Regions from separate parts of the Macaca fascicularis genome. Here region 1 is linked to region 2. Evidence: chromatin contacts called from public Hi-C data. All regions are on one chromosome and are shown on one strand. The core of a region is the stretch at or near the end of the contact, and the rest is flanking DNA. Distances in the headings are between cores, read along the strand shown. Region 1 holds the start of LOC141407064. Region 2 overlaps LOC135970700 (a long non-coding RNA gene).

Region 1 (5,957 bases), core at 478-2,977, 480 kb after region 2:
GCAGGCGGCGGGTATGTCCTTCCCAAGACAAATGCAAATGCAAAGCACCAGTGACGGATTTCATGCTCTTGTGTCCGACATTGAGCTTTCAAGTATAACTCCTAAAAAACCAGAACTGTGAACCACGCTAGACCTAAAATCCCCATTCTCAGGAGACTGACGGAAACCAAGTGACAAAGTGGCCTTGCATAAAAGAAAAAGAAATGGCTTTTAGCACGATTTGGTCCAGAGGCACACCAGGGGAAAACATCCTGAGGGTGGTCGAGACAGCCGGGTGGGGCGTGAAGTGAGGGAAAGTGGAGGAAAAGCACACGACCACTTTGCGCCGTGTTCCGAGGGGACACCAGCGCTGCGCTGCCGCGCTGCCCCGCGAGCGGGCGGGCGCCACAGAGCCGGCTCTCCCGACAGCGCTCCTTCGGCGCGCAGGGGGGAGGGGAGCGCGCGCGCGGGAGGGCGGGCACGCGCCCGAGGGGAGGGGGCCCGCGCAGGCGCTGTGCGAGACTGTCGAAGAATCAAGTCTGTAGAAGTGGAGCGGCCGCGGCGGCAGCAGCAGCAGCGACGGTGGCGGCGGCAGAGCTGAGGCGGGCTGGCCGCTGACGCTGGCGCTGGAGAGCGGCGACGCCAGGAGCTGTGAGAGAGCGGCGGAGCGACCCGGGGCCTGCGCCGCACCCGAGCTCCACGCCGCCCAGCCGCCGCCGCCCCGGCGCGGCATGCCCCGCCGCTCGGGCTGAGCCTGCCCCGGCGGCCGCCCCCCGCCCCCTGCCCCCCCGGCCTCCCCGCCCCCCGCCCCGCACACTGTGCCGGCCGCCGCCGCGACCTGCTGCGCTCCCCCGCGCCCGCGCGGCCCGTCTTCGCCCCGGTCTGGAGGCCCGCCGCGGCTCCAGCCGAGCCCCCGCCGCCGCGCCCGCCGCACCGCCGCACCGCGCCGCCCGCCCGCGCCCGCGCCGGCCGGGGGGAACTGCTGCCGCGGCTGCAGCCCCTCGCCTCGCGCCCGCCGCCCCTCGTGCACCGGGGGCGCTGCGCGGGCGCCGAGCCTTCGCGGGCTTTGCCGCCGCCGCCGCCGCCTTTGCGGCCGCCGCCGCCGCTGGTGGGGGAGACGCGGGGTTGGGGGGGGAGGAGGGCGCGCGTGGTGCCGGTGGGGGGCGGCGGCGGCGCCCCCTCCTCCTCCTCCTCCGGCGCCGCGGGCTCCTCGGACATGGCCGCGGCGGTGGCGGTGGCGGCCGCGTCCCGGCGGCAGTCGTGCTACCTGTGTGATCTGCCCCGCATGCCCTGGGCCATGATCTGGGACTTCACCGAACCTGTGTGCCGCGGCTGCGTCAACTACGAGGGCGCCGACCGCGTCGAGTTCGTCATCGAGACAGCGCGGCAGCTCAAGCGGGCGCACGGCTGCTTCCCGGAGGGTCGCTCCCCGCCCGGCGCCGCGGCCCCGGCCGCCGCCAAGCCGCCGCCGCTCTCGGCCAAGGACATCCTCTTGCAGCAGCAGCAGCAGCTCGGCCACGGCGGCCCCGAGGCGGCCCCGCGCGCGCCGCAGGCCCTGGAGCGCTACCCCCTGGCGGCCGCGGCCGAGCGGCCCCCGCGCCTCGGCTCTGACTTCGGCGGCAGTCGTCCGGCCGCGAGCCTGGCCCAGCCGCCGACGCCGCAGCCGCCGCCCGTGAACGGCATCTTGGTGCCCAACGGCTTCTCCAAGCTAGAGGAGCCTCCCGAGTTGAATCGCCAGAGCCCGAACCCGCGGCGCGGCCACGCGGTGCCGCCCACCCTGGTGCCGCTCATGAACGGCTCGGCCACGCCGCTGCCCACCGCGCTCGGCCTCGGCGGCCGCGCTGCCGCCTCCTTAGCCGCGGTGTCCGGAACCGCGGCCGCCAGCCTGGGCTCCGCGCAGCCCACCGACCTGGGCGCCCACAAGCGGCCGGCATCCGTGTCGAGCAGCGCGGCCGTGGAGCACGAGCAGCGCGAGGCGGCAGCCAAGGAGAAGCAACCGCCGCCGCCTGCGCACCGGGGCCCGGCGGACAGCCTGTCCACCGCGGCCGGGGCCGCCGAGCTGAGCGCGGAAGGTGCGGGCAAGAGCCGCGGGTCTGGAGAGCAGGACTGGGTCAACAGGCCCAAGACCGTGCGCGACACGCTGCTGGCGCTGCACCAGCACGGCCACTCGGGGCCCTTCGAGAGCAAGTTTAAGAAGGAGCCGGCCCTGACTGCAGGCAGGTTGTTGGGTTTCGAGGCCAACGGGGCCAACGGGTCTAAAGCAGGTAGGGGCGGCTGTGAAGTGAGGGGTTCTAGGGGAGAAAAGGGGACGGAGAGCAGAGGAGGGGTGGTTCTTTCGATTCACCATTTTACCCCAGCTCAGAAACAACAAACACCCCACTTCCTGATCTGCCTGAGGCGGAACCAGTGCTTAGTGGCAACGTGTTCATGTGCTGAAGCAGCATAACAGAGATGAGTCAGACTGGGCTGATACGCTCTGACACGGGGTTTTCCTTTCCCAGCACATTCTTGGATGGGAGCATGAGGGCACTAGTCACCTTTTAACCTATTGGGGGACATTAGCAGTCACATGCCCAGTGCAAACTAGGGTACTTTTGTGCATGTGTAAAAACAGGCAGTTACAAGCCTGCCATTTTCAGTGGCTCCGTTTTATTTTCAGTCTACTGCCTCAGAACCCCACACGCCTAAATGTTTCAAGTTGCGTGTATGTGCACCTGAAACTCGTAGGAGGGTTTTCCGTCTGTGCTTTTAGAGAGGAGGAATTCTGTAACGAGTTTTGTTTCGGGTTAGGAAGGGAAGGATCCCTTTCAGTGCACCGCCATTTATGTTTCCTTTTTCCTTTTATTTCTTTGTGTTTCCAGTTGCAAGAACAGCAAGGAAAAGGAAGCCCTCTCCAGAACCAGAAGGTGAAGTCGGGCCCCCTAAGATCAATGGAGAGGCCCAGCCGTGGCTGTCCACATCCACAGAAGGGCTCAAGATCCCCATGACTCCTACATCCTCTTTTGTGTCTCCGCCACCACCCACTGCCTCACCTCATTCCAACCGGACCACACCGCCTGAAGCGGCCCAGAATGGCCAGTCCCCCATGGCAGCCCTGATCTTAGTAGCAGACAATGCAGGGGGCAGTCATGCCTCAAAAGATGCCAACCAGGTTCACTCCACTACCAGGAGGAATAGCAACAGTCCGCCCTCTCCGTCCTCTATGAACCAAAGAAGGCTGGGCCCCAGAGAGGTGGGGGGCCAGGGAGCAGGCAACACAGGAGGACTGGAGCCAGTGCACCCTGCCAGCCTCCCGGACTCCTCTCTGGCAGCCAGTGCCCCGCTGTGCTGCACCCTCTGCCACGAGCGGCTGGAGGACACCCATTTTGTGCAGTGCCCGTCCGTCCCTTCGCACAAGTTCTGCTTCCCTTGCTCCAGACAAAGCATCAAACAGCAGGGAGCTAGTGGAGAGGTCTATTGTCCCAGTGGGGAAAAATGCCCTCTTGTGGGCTCCAATGTCCCCTGGGCCTTTATGCAAGGGGAAATTGCAACCATCCTTGCTGGAGATGTGAAAGTGAAAAAAGAGAGAGACTCGTGACTTTCCGGTTTCAGAAAAACCCAATGATTACCCTTAATTAAAACTGCTTGAATTGTATATATATATCTCCATATATATATATATCCAAGACAAGGGAAATGTAGACTTCATAAACATGGCTGTATAATTTTGATTTTTTTTTGAATACATTGTGTTTCTATATTTTTTTTTGACGACAAAAGGTATGTACTTATAAAGGCATTTTTTTCTTTTGTTAACGTTATTAGCATATCTTTGTGCTTTATTATCCTGGTGACAGTTACCGTTCTATGTAGGCTGTGACTTGCGCTGCTTTTTTAGAGCACTTGGCAAATCAGAAATGCTTCTAGCTGTATTTGTATGCACTTATTTTAAAAAGAAAAAAAAAGCCAAATACATTTTCTGACATTGTAAGATTGCCTTACTGTCTGTCATTCCTTATTGCTGGCCCCTTTCTCAGGCCGGAGGCCAAGTGGTGGAGAAGGAAAGGAAATGAGTGAACGGGCATGTTGTCAAGTGGGCATGCCACTGGGAAATACCAGTTTACCCTGAAGCATTGTCCTCAGAGGAGTAGGAAAGTAGATTTTGAATCTCTGTTTTGTTCAAAAGTTCAGTTCCTGAGATAACTGATGACTGAGAGTGCTGCTGGGAAATTTTCAGGATTGTGTGGTCTTTTGGGGTTTTTTTTTTTTTTTTTTTTTTTTAAGACAAAGTTGACCGCTGTTCACTGTCCACGTGATCAGTTGTAAGATTACAATGCTGCATGCTAGTTGGTTACATAAGACACAATTCCAGTGATGGAAGGCGGTTATAATGGATGGTGGTGTGTACAAGATGGCACTGCCATCTTTGAGCAGCGCCCAGCTCTGCAGCGCCACTTCATCTTTTTAAACACCCTAGAGGTCTGTTTGTTGTTGCTGTTGTCCTTTATTTTGAAAGAGTTGCAAGAGAAGTTACAGTCCAGGTGAACTTGGAGATTGTGGGATTGGTTTTGTTTCTGTTTTGTTTATCATTTACCTGTAGTGCTATTGCTGTTGATACTATCACCTATACCCTGTTTCTAGTGAGTGCTGAATACAGTATGGTACAATGACAGTAACAGCCGCGTGGTGCTGCCAGGACTGCCCTTGGGCATATCAGTGACAGCCCAAATGTGGGTGGAGGAAACCTGTAATTTCCTTCTTACATGTGTTTGAAATACCAAGTGAATAATACTGTTCTGGAAAAAAATGATAAACTAGTGGAAATTAAAGAAATTAAGGGTTTTATATAATAGGCCCCACCTCTCAAAATATTTTTAGAAGTCTTTTTGTAAACTAATTTCTTTTGATCACTATTTTGCATCAGTAAAATGATTTTTTTAAAACCAATAAATCATCAATTATTAGAAATAGTTGTCTCACAGTGATACTGGTTTTTCTTTTGTGCTGTTATGATTTAACATTGACAGGAACACTTTTAAATCCTTATGTTCAGGTGTTTGTAACTTGGCCTTATAATTAGGCTGAATTATGGCTTCAAGGTCTAGAATTTATGTGTATGATTCACAGCCTAGCTTCTATTTTCATTTGAAAATACAGATTTTTACCAACTTTGGATTCTTTTTTAGCTATATGTTTGTCTTTCCTTTTTAAATTGTTCAAAATATTTTTTAATGGTCAAGTTACTAACACTTGAAAATCAGATACTGCACCAAATACAGTATTTTTTCATAGTGTTTTTAATGAGTGCATCTATTATTACTACTGTGCGAGAATTCATGTTACCAGTCATTGTTATATTACAAACAGACTTGCATGATTAACCAGTTACACTTTTTTTTTTCAAATTGGAGTATATATGACTCAGTTCAGACTGGTCTCTCTTATGTGAATGCACACATGCAGAAATGGAGAGTCAATTTTACATGCCCATAAAGACATTTGTAAAGAAATCAGCTATTATGATCTGTTGTATAAATGTGTATCTAGGCACTTTATTATAACTGGAATTTGACCTCATAGATGTTACAACTTCATCAGTCATTTGACCTAATTTGTGGTAGCTATCTGTATGTTTTGCAATCTTAATACAGATACGCGTTCCAAAAAGATTAATAGAGAACCATCCTGCTGTTTTGGATAAGTCTGTCCAGCTGTGGGAAGGGCAACCTGTGGTTTCTCTGTACTGGTGTTTAATGGGGGAAGAATATGAACAGCTTTAAAGAGCTGTGTATTGTGGTTACTACTATTAAGAAATAAGAGCTGCACGAGTCTGACTGGCCCTTGGGTGGCCTTTGTGGAAGGCTCATAGCTGGAAAGTGTTGATCTGGGTTTTCTGGCATTCTTTTAAGTTAAAAAGTTAACATTGGGACGTGGGTTTGATCTTTTGTTGTACCTGATGACAGTGCAGAGATTCTCCACAGCTGGATAAAAATGTCAGA
Region 2 (5,974 bases), core at 2,617-5,116:
GCAGAAGTGAGAAACTGAGAGGCCCAAAGGGAGTGCCTGGCTTGGTTTGAGGATGGAGCAGCACAACTTCCTCACCCTGACTTGGGAGAATGGAAAAGCCAGGAATGGCAAACAGCCTCTGTGCTTGGAGACCTCTAAGCTGTACTGTTTGGTTTGCTGTGAGACTGGAAGCCTTTCGAGGGCAGGGCTCTGTGTTTTTCCTGAGGAGTTCTAGTGCTAAGACAAGGCCGGGAACACAGTGAGCCAGCAGGCCTTTACAAATGCTTGTGTCTTAAACCACATGGAAGACAAGACCCCAGCAGGCCTGCTGGGAGCACAGCCTTCAGTTTGGTGAGGTGGGGGGAGGGTCCTTCCTCTTTCCAACCCTCCTTTTCTGCCTGCTCTTCCATCTGCTGTTCTTCCTCATCTCATTATCCACTCTAGTGAAGGCTGGGGACTTTGAAGGGAGCAGGGGGAGCCAGGGTGGGAAAAGGGGGGCTTTCTCAGTGACCAGGCCCCCACACTTTGAGGCTGGGTGTCATCTTTGTGGGGCAAAGCTAGAGTTTGGACCATTGCTCTGAAAACTAGAGCATTGCTTCCATCTGTGATCTGATCAGGGGATTATGGGCAGGGCTGATAGGTCTGATGCCAAGCTCTGCCCTTGCTGGTCAAGCTACTTTCAGGATAAAGCACTGCTGTCTCTGTCTTTGATTCTCCATTTGCCGGAAGGGCACTTGTACCCCATCTGCTGCATGTGGGGGGACACTCCCTGTACCTACCCGTCCAGTGCCTTGATAGGAAGTGGAAAGGCCTATTCACTGCCCAGGTACCAGGCCCTCCAGGCCCCAGGGTTTTGTGAATTTGGAAGGGTTTGTGGCACTGGTTTTGAAAAGGATCATGTGTGTTTCTGCTGGCATGCTCAGCGCTGCCATGTTTCTCTTTTTGGGCTTCTTTCTTCCTTCAGAACAAGAGGTTCTTTTTGTTGTTGTTTTGTTTTGTTTTCTGTTGTTGTTGTTGTTGTTTTTCAGATGGAGTCTTGATCTGTTGCCCAGACTGGAGTGAGGTCATGTGATCTCGGCTCACTGCAAACTCTGCCTCTCGGGTTCAAGCTCAGCCTCCCAAGTAGCTGGGATTACAGGCGCCCGCCACTGCGTGATATATATATATACACATACACACACACACACACACACACACACACACATAAAATATATATATTTTTTAGTAGAGATGGAGTTTTGCCATGTTGGCCAGGCTGGTCTTGAACTCCTGACCTCAAGTGATCCACCTGCCTCGGCCTCCCAAAGTGCTGGGATTACAGGTGGGAGCCACCATGCCTGGCTTTTTTTTTTTTTTTTTAAATCTCTTCAATAAATACATACTTCAAAGCTACTGTGCTCAAGGCACTGTGCCCAGTCTGGGCACCTTCGTGAACAAGACAAGTGCCTGTCTTCATGGAGTTTTCATTCTAATGGGGAGTGATCGACATAGGCCAACTCACCCTGCAAATAACTTTTGCTTCCAGTGATGCCTCCAGCAATGAAGGAATGGTGCAGATTGCTAAGAAGGGGTACAGCAGGGAAGCTGACTTAGTCTGTGGGAGTGGGTAGAGGGTCCCTGGGATTGCCGCCTCACCTCTCGGGGCCTTACCTGTGAAATAGGCGTACCACCATTTGCTTCACAGGGCGACCACGAGTAACGGGTAAAATAATGCCTGAGAAAAAGCACTTTGATTCATGCTGTCTACGTCATAATTCCTTCCTAATAAAATCTTCAGTGACTAATCTCTCATATCTATGTTTTCTCTTCTCCTTTGAATAGTGTGATTTCATAATTCAACCTTGCCTGGACAAACAGGAAAACCCATTCCGAATTCCAAACTGGCTTTAGAAACATTTTCTTGGAGGGTGATGGGAAGTGGGGTGGGGGTTTGGGAAGGGACGCTCTCCCGGCTCTTTCGTTGCTGTCTGGTTGCCAACTTCAGTTCCCCTGCGGATGGCTTGTGAAGAGCGCGCATCAGGGGACATGCCCTCATCCTCATACTCCGGGTGCCGCCCACCTGAGACCGCTGTGTCCTCTGGCCACAGCTTCTCAATACTCTGTCTACGGGGAAATATTTTAAAGACTCAGGAAGTGAACTCATTTAAAAAAATGTCCTCCCCCTGCTTTTCCAAAACAGTGCAGCCTTCCTGGAAGAAAGCAAACAAAACAAGTGTGGCTGTTTAAAAAATGATTGGAAAAGCCATTCTGAACAGTGTGAGTTTGCACGGCTCTCCTGGGCGGATGTGTCACCCTCGGCTGGGCTTACTCTCTGGCGTCTGTGTGGAGAGGAGGCAGGGCTGCCCACGCAGTCTTCTCAGAGGAGGCAGCTGATGGCTGAGTGGGGCCTGGAGACCAGTTCCCCCCAAACAGCCACGGGCACTTCACACTTGCAGACCTCAAACACACAGACAGACACGGCTGTGAGTCCACATGCGTGTGCGTGAGGCCGCGTCCAGCTGAAATTAGCACAATGATCTAATCGCCGCCAAAGCGCGGACGACTTCTGCTCTGCATGTGGTGACTATTTTGGGTTTCTAGGTGTTCACATGTGATTTGTGGCATTCGCAGTGTTGTTATTAATAACACCGTTGGCTGTGTGGAGGCTGAGGATGAAGCCTTTTCATTTCAGCCATCTGGTCAGAATGCTTCTCCTTTGATGAGGGAAAAAACCTTTGCTGTGTTTCAACTGGAACACTGCCTCCCAATTAAGGTGACAGCAGATCGCCGAGTCGCCCTGTCTTTGCAGGAAGAGCCAGCCAGGCTCTACGTGCTGCTCTGTCCGGGAGGGAGAACGCCTTTCCTATCGACTGTGGCTTGGTATGCAGTTCAGGCTCTGGCTTGAAGGGACGCTGGGCCAGGAAAGCCAGCATGTGGTGTTTACCGGGTTGGCTGGCTTGGCGCTCAGGTTTTCCACTGTCAGGCAGTGACAGCGCCGCTCCAGACGCTCTCAGGAGACGTTCCCCTGCTTTCATAACAACGAAGGGCTTTTTTGTTTTCTGACTCATCTTCAGAAGATCTCCCCCCACTTCGTTTGAAAGTAAATATAATTAGTAACAGGCAGACATACTGTATATAGCCAGCCCTGCCTATGCGAGAGAGTTATAATTAAACCTGCATGCTGTCTGCTGTGCACTGTCGGCGAAAGGCCTTGCTGAAGTCCCCTGGAGGGAGAGGGTTTATCTTGACGCAGCAGCCTGGGGTGGGTGCTGCAGAGAGAGAGAGAGGCCTGTCCCACCTTTGAGTCCAATGTCCAGTCCAAAGCTAAGACTGAGCTGTCGACCAAAGGGGAGGTGGGCCCATGGGCCCTCAGCCTGCCTTCGCCTTGGTTCTTCTCCGTTCTCAACCTTGGGCAGCCCTGGGGGACCCTGCGTGGTCAGGGTTGGGGCCGGCCCCTCTTGGGGACAGAGTGATGGTGGCCAAGTATGGTTGTCATGGTAACTAGGTGGCTGCTGCCACTGCTGTCGGCTCAGGAGGCACCTGCCTGCCTGCAGGTTACGATCTGCCCTCCCCAGGCTGGGGAGCCAAGACCACGCCTTTGTTCCCAGCTCCCTGCCCGGGATGCTGGCAGCAAAATCTAAGCCCCGCCCTGCAGGGCAGGAGCTCAGCTAGGTTACCCCAGGTGACCCTCGGCCCTTCTTCCTGGCTAAGGGTAGGTTGGGTGTTTGGAGGCCACTGTCCAGGCCCATAGAGAGCTCAGATTCTGCTGAAACCAGCGGCTCAGGCAGCCCCAGGAACACGCACACACCTTGTGGGCAGATTCTGGGACCGCAGCATGGCCAGCGGGCTTGGTGACACAGGCTTGCAGACACAGGAGAAGCTGCTGTGCCTCCCGCCCCTCCAGGGGGTGCGGCGGTGACCGGATGACTAGTTGGCACAGCACTTTCTTGGCCTGGATCGAATGCAACAGGCGTCATCTGAGCCCCGGGCACCTTTCCCCAAGTTGCTCAAAGTGTTTTCCGAGCAAACAGTTGTTTCATAACACCCGTGAGAAGTAGGTGGGGTGACAAAGCATTCTTTGTCCCTGTCTTGCAGATGGGGGAATTGAAAAGCTGCCGGTCCTGGTGGTGAGGCCAAGAAAGGGAGAAGGTGCTCTCCTGCCCGGGGCTCTGGGCGTGGACTGCCGGGGCCAACTCGTGCCCCGTCACCAACTCCTGTGGAAAGTGGGGCAGCCCCAGCAGAGAAGGAGGCCAAAAGTGGAAGAGGCCCAGGGCTTTTCCCTTAGCACTGGAGGCCTCAGATGCAATGGCAGGAGCTCGGCCGTGGGCCTCACTGTCTGAGGTGTTGAAACTGGCCATTGGCAACTCGAGAGTTGTTGGTGCTCTTTCCTGCTCAGCTTGCTTGAAGTTACTGGACTCTTGGAGGGATCAACAGATGCTTTTTGAGCACACTGTTCTGGCCCAGGAATTGTTCCATTCCAGTGGTAAATGAGGGGGATGTGACCCTGCCTTTATGGTGCTCATAGGAGACAGTCAACACATAAAATTAAGAAGAAATCATTTCAGAGAGTGACATGCTATAAGGACAATAAAAATGCATAAGGGGACAGAGATTGGCTAGAGGGGAGGGTAGGAGAGGAGGAAAACAACTATTTTATTTTATTTTATTTTGTTTTGTTTTATTTTATTTTTGAGATGGAGTCTCGCCCTGTCGCCCAGGCTGGAGTGCAGTGGTGTGACCTCGGCTCACTGCAAGCTCCGCCTCCCGGGTTCAGCACTTCTTCTGCCTCAGCCTCCTGAGTAGCTGGGATTACAGGTGCCCGCCACCATGCCCAGCTAATTATTGTATCTTTAGTAGAGACGGGGTTTCACCATGTTGCTCAGGCTGGTCTTGAACTCCTGACCTCAGGTGACCCACCCCCCTTGGTCTCCCAAAGTGCTAGGATTACATGTGTGAACTACTGCTCCTGGATATTTTATTTTTTGAGACAGGGTCTCACTCTGTGTCCCAGGCTGGAGTGTAGTGGTGTGATCATAGCTCACTGCAGCCTCAGACTCCTGGGCTCAAGTGATCCTCCCGCCTCAGCTTCCTGAGTAGCTGGGACTGCAGGTGTGCACCACCATGCCTGGCTAATTTTTAAAAATATTTTTGTAGAGATGGGGTTTTGCTGTGTTGCCCAGGCTGGTCTTGAACTCCTGGGCTCGAAGGATCCTCCCACCTGAGCCTCCCAAAGTGCTGGGATTACAGATATGAACCACTGTGCCTGGCTGAGCAAAAATTTTAGATAGCGAATCAGAGACGGCGTCTGCACGAGCAATTCCACAAAGGGAAGAAGGAGCCAGACTAGGGGACCAGCATTCCAGGGCAGGAAACAACTGGGGCAAAAGCCCTGAGAGGGGAATGAGGGTGGCCTGTCCAAAGCTTGGAGGAGGACGCTGCTCTTGGATGGTGGCAAGAGACTATGTGAGGGCGGTGAGCAGGGGTGTGGTCCTGTAAGGAGGACCTTGTTGGTTGTGGGGCCGTGTGTGACTCTGGATGCTAGGGGAGGTGATACGTAATTCAGAATTTCTTGGGAAGGTGGTGCTGACATTCTTTTCTTATGTATTGGATGTGGAACGTGATGGAGGAATGAGTTAAGGACAGTCTCCAGGTGTTTGCTGGAGGTGGAACGCAGAGCTCTCGATTGTGATGGGGAAGGCTGGGGAAGACCATGTGTAGAGGGGAGCGAAGAGGGTGGTCTTAGGGATGGCAGTTTTGAAAGACCTGCTTCTAAGTGGCTGTGAGTGGAGCCTGGGCATCTGCGTTTCTTAAACTCTCCCTCTCAGATCGTGGAGAAGAAAGGGAGAGGAATGAACTGCACTCTTTGTTTTGTTTTGTTTTGTTTAGACAGAGTCTCTCTCTGTCACTCAGGCTGTAATGTAGTGGCAGGATCTCGACTCACTGCAATCTCTGCCTCCCCGGTTCAAGCAATTCTCCTGCCTCAGCCTCCTGAGTAGCTGGTATTACAGGCGCCTGC

What was found. Hi-C and Micro-C count contacts between places; a contact is called where the count stands out from the background.
Region 1: a contact with region 2 is called in a Hi-C map of liver, with 4 times the contacts expected there. The contact joins the promoter of LOC141407064 here to the enhancer-like site in region 2. A contact is called at or near these places in 2 of 2 Hi-C or Micro-C datasets (liver and skeletal muscle).

The regions. Positions count from the first base shown.
Region 1 is chr1:14,524,675-14,530,631 of T2T-MFA8v1.1, forward strand. LOC141407064 reads right to left here and starts at 1,728. Exons shown (of 9, transcript XM_073994398.1): 1 at 1-1,728. The coding sequence starts at 1,197. The coding sequence ends at 211. It overlaps IRF2BP2 (interferon regulatory factor 2 binding protein 2), which reads left to right and starts at 521. Exons shown (of 2, transcript XM_005539751.5): 1 at 521-2,243; 2 at 2,841-5,957. The coding sequence starts at 1,196. The coding sequence ends at 3,556.
Region 2 is chr1:14,047,030-14,053,003 of T2T-MFA8v1.1, forward strand. LOC135970700 (a long non-coding RNA gene) reads left to right here. Exons shown (of 2, transcript XR_010586541.2): 2 at 1-5,974. Among named protein-coding and RNA genes, the nearest start is that of TOMM20, 57 kb to the left of the region's middle. Within about 2 kb of position 3,867, at least 1 of the 6 cell types and tissues checked has an H3K27ac peak or open chromatin away from gene starts, as enhancers often do. A contact at or near this core is called in liver, where this site is marked.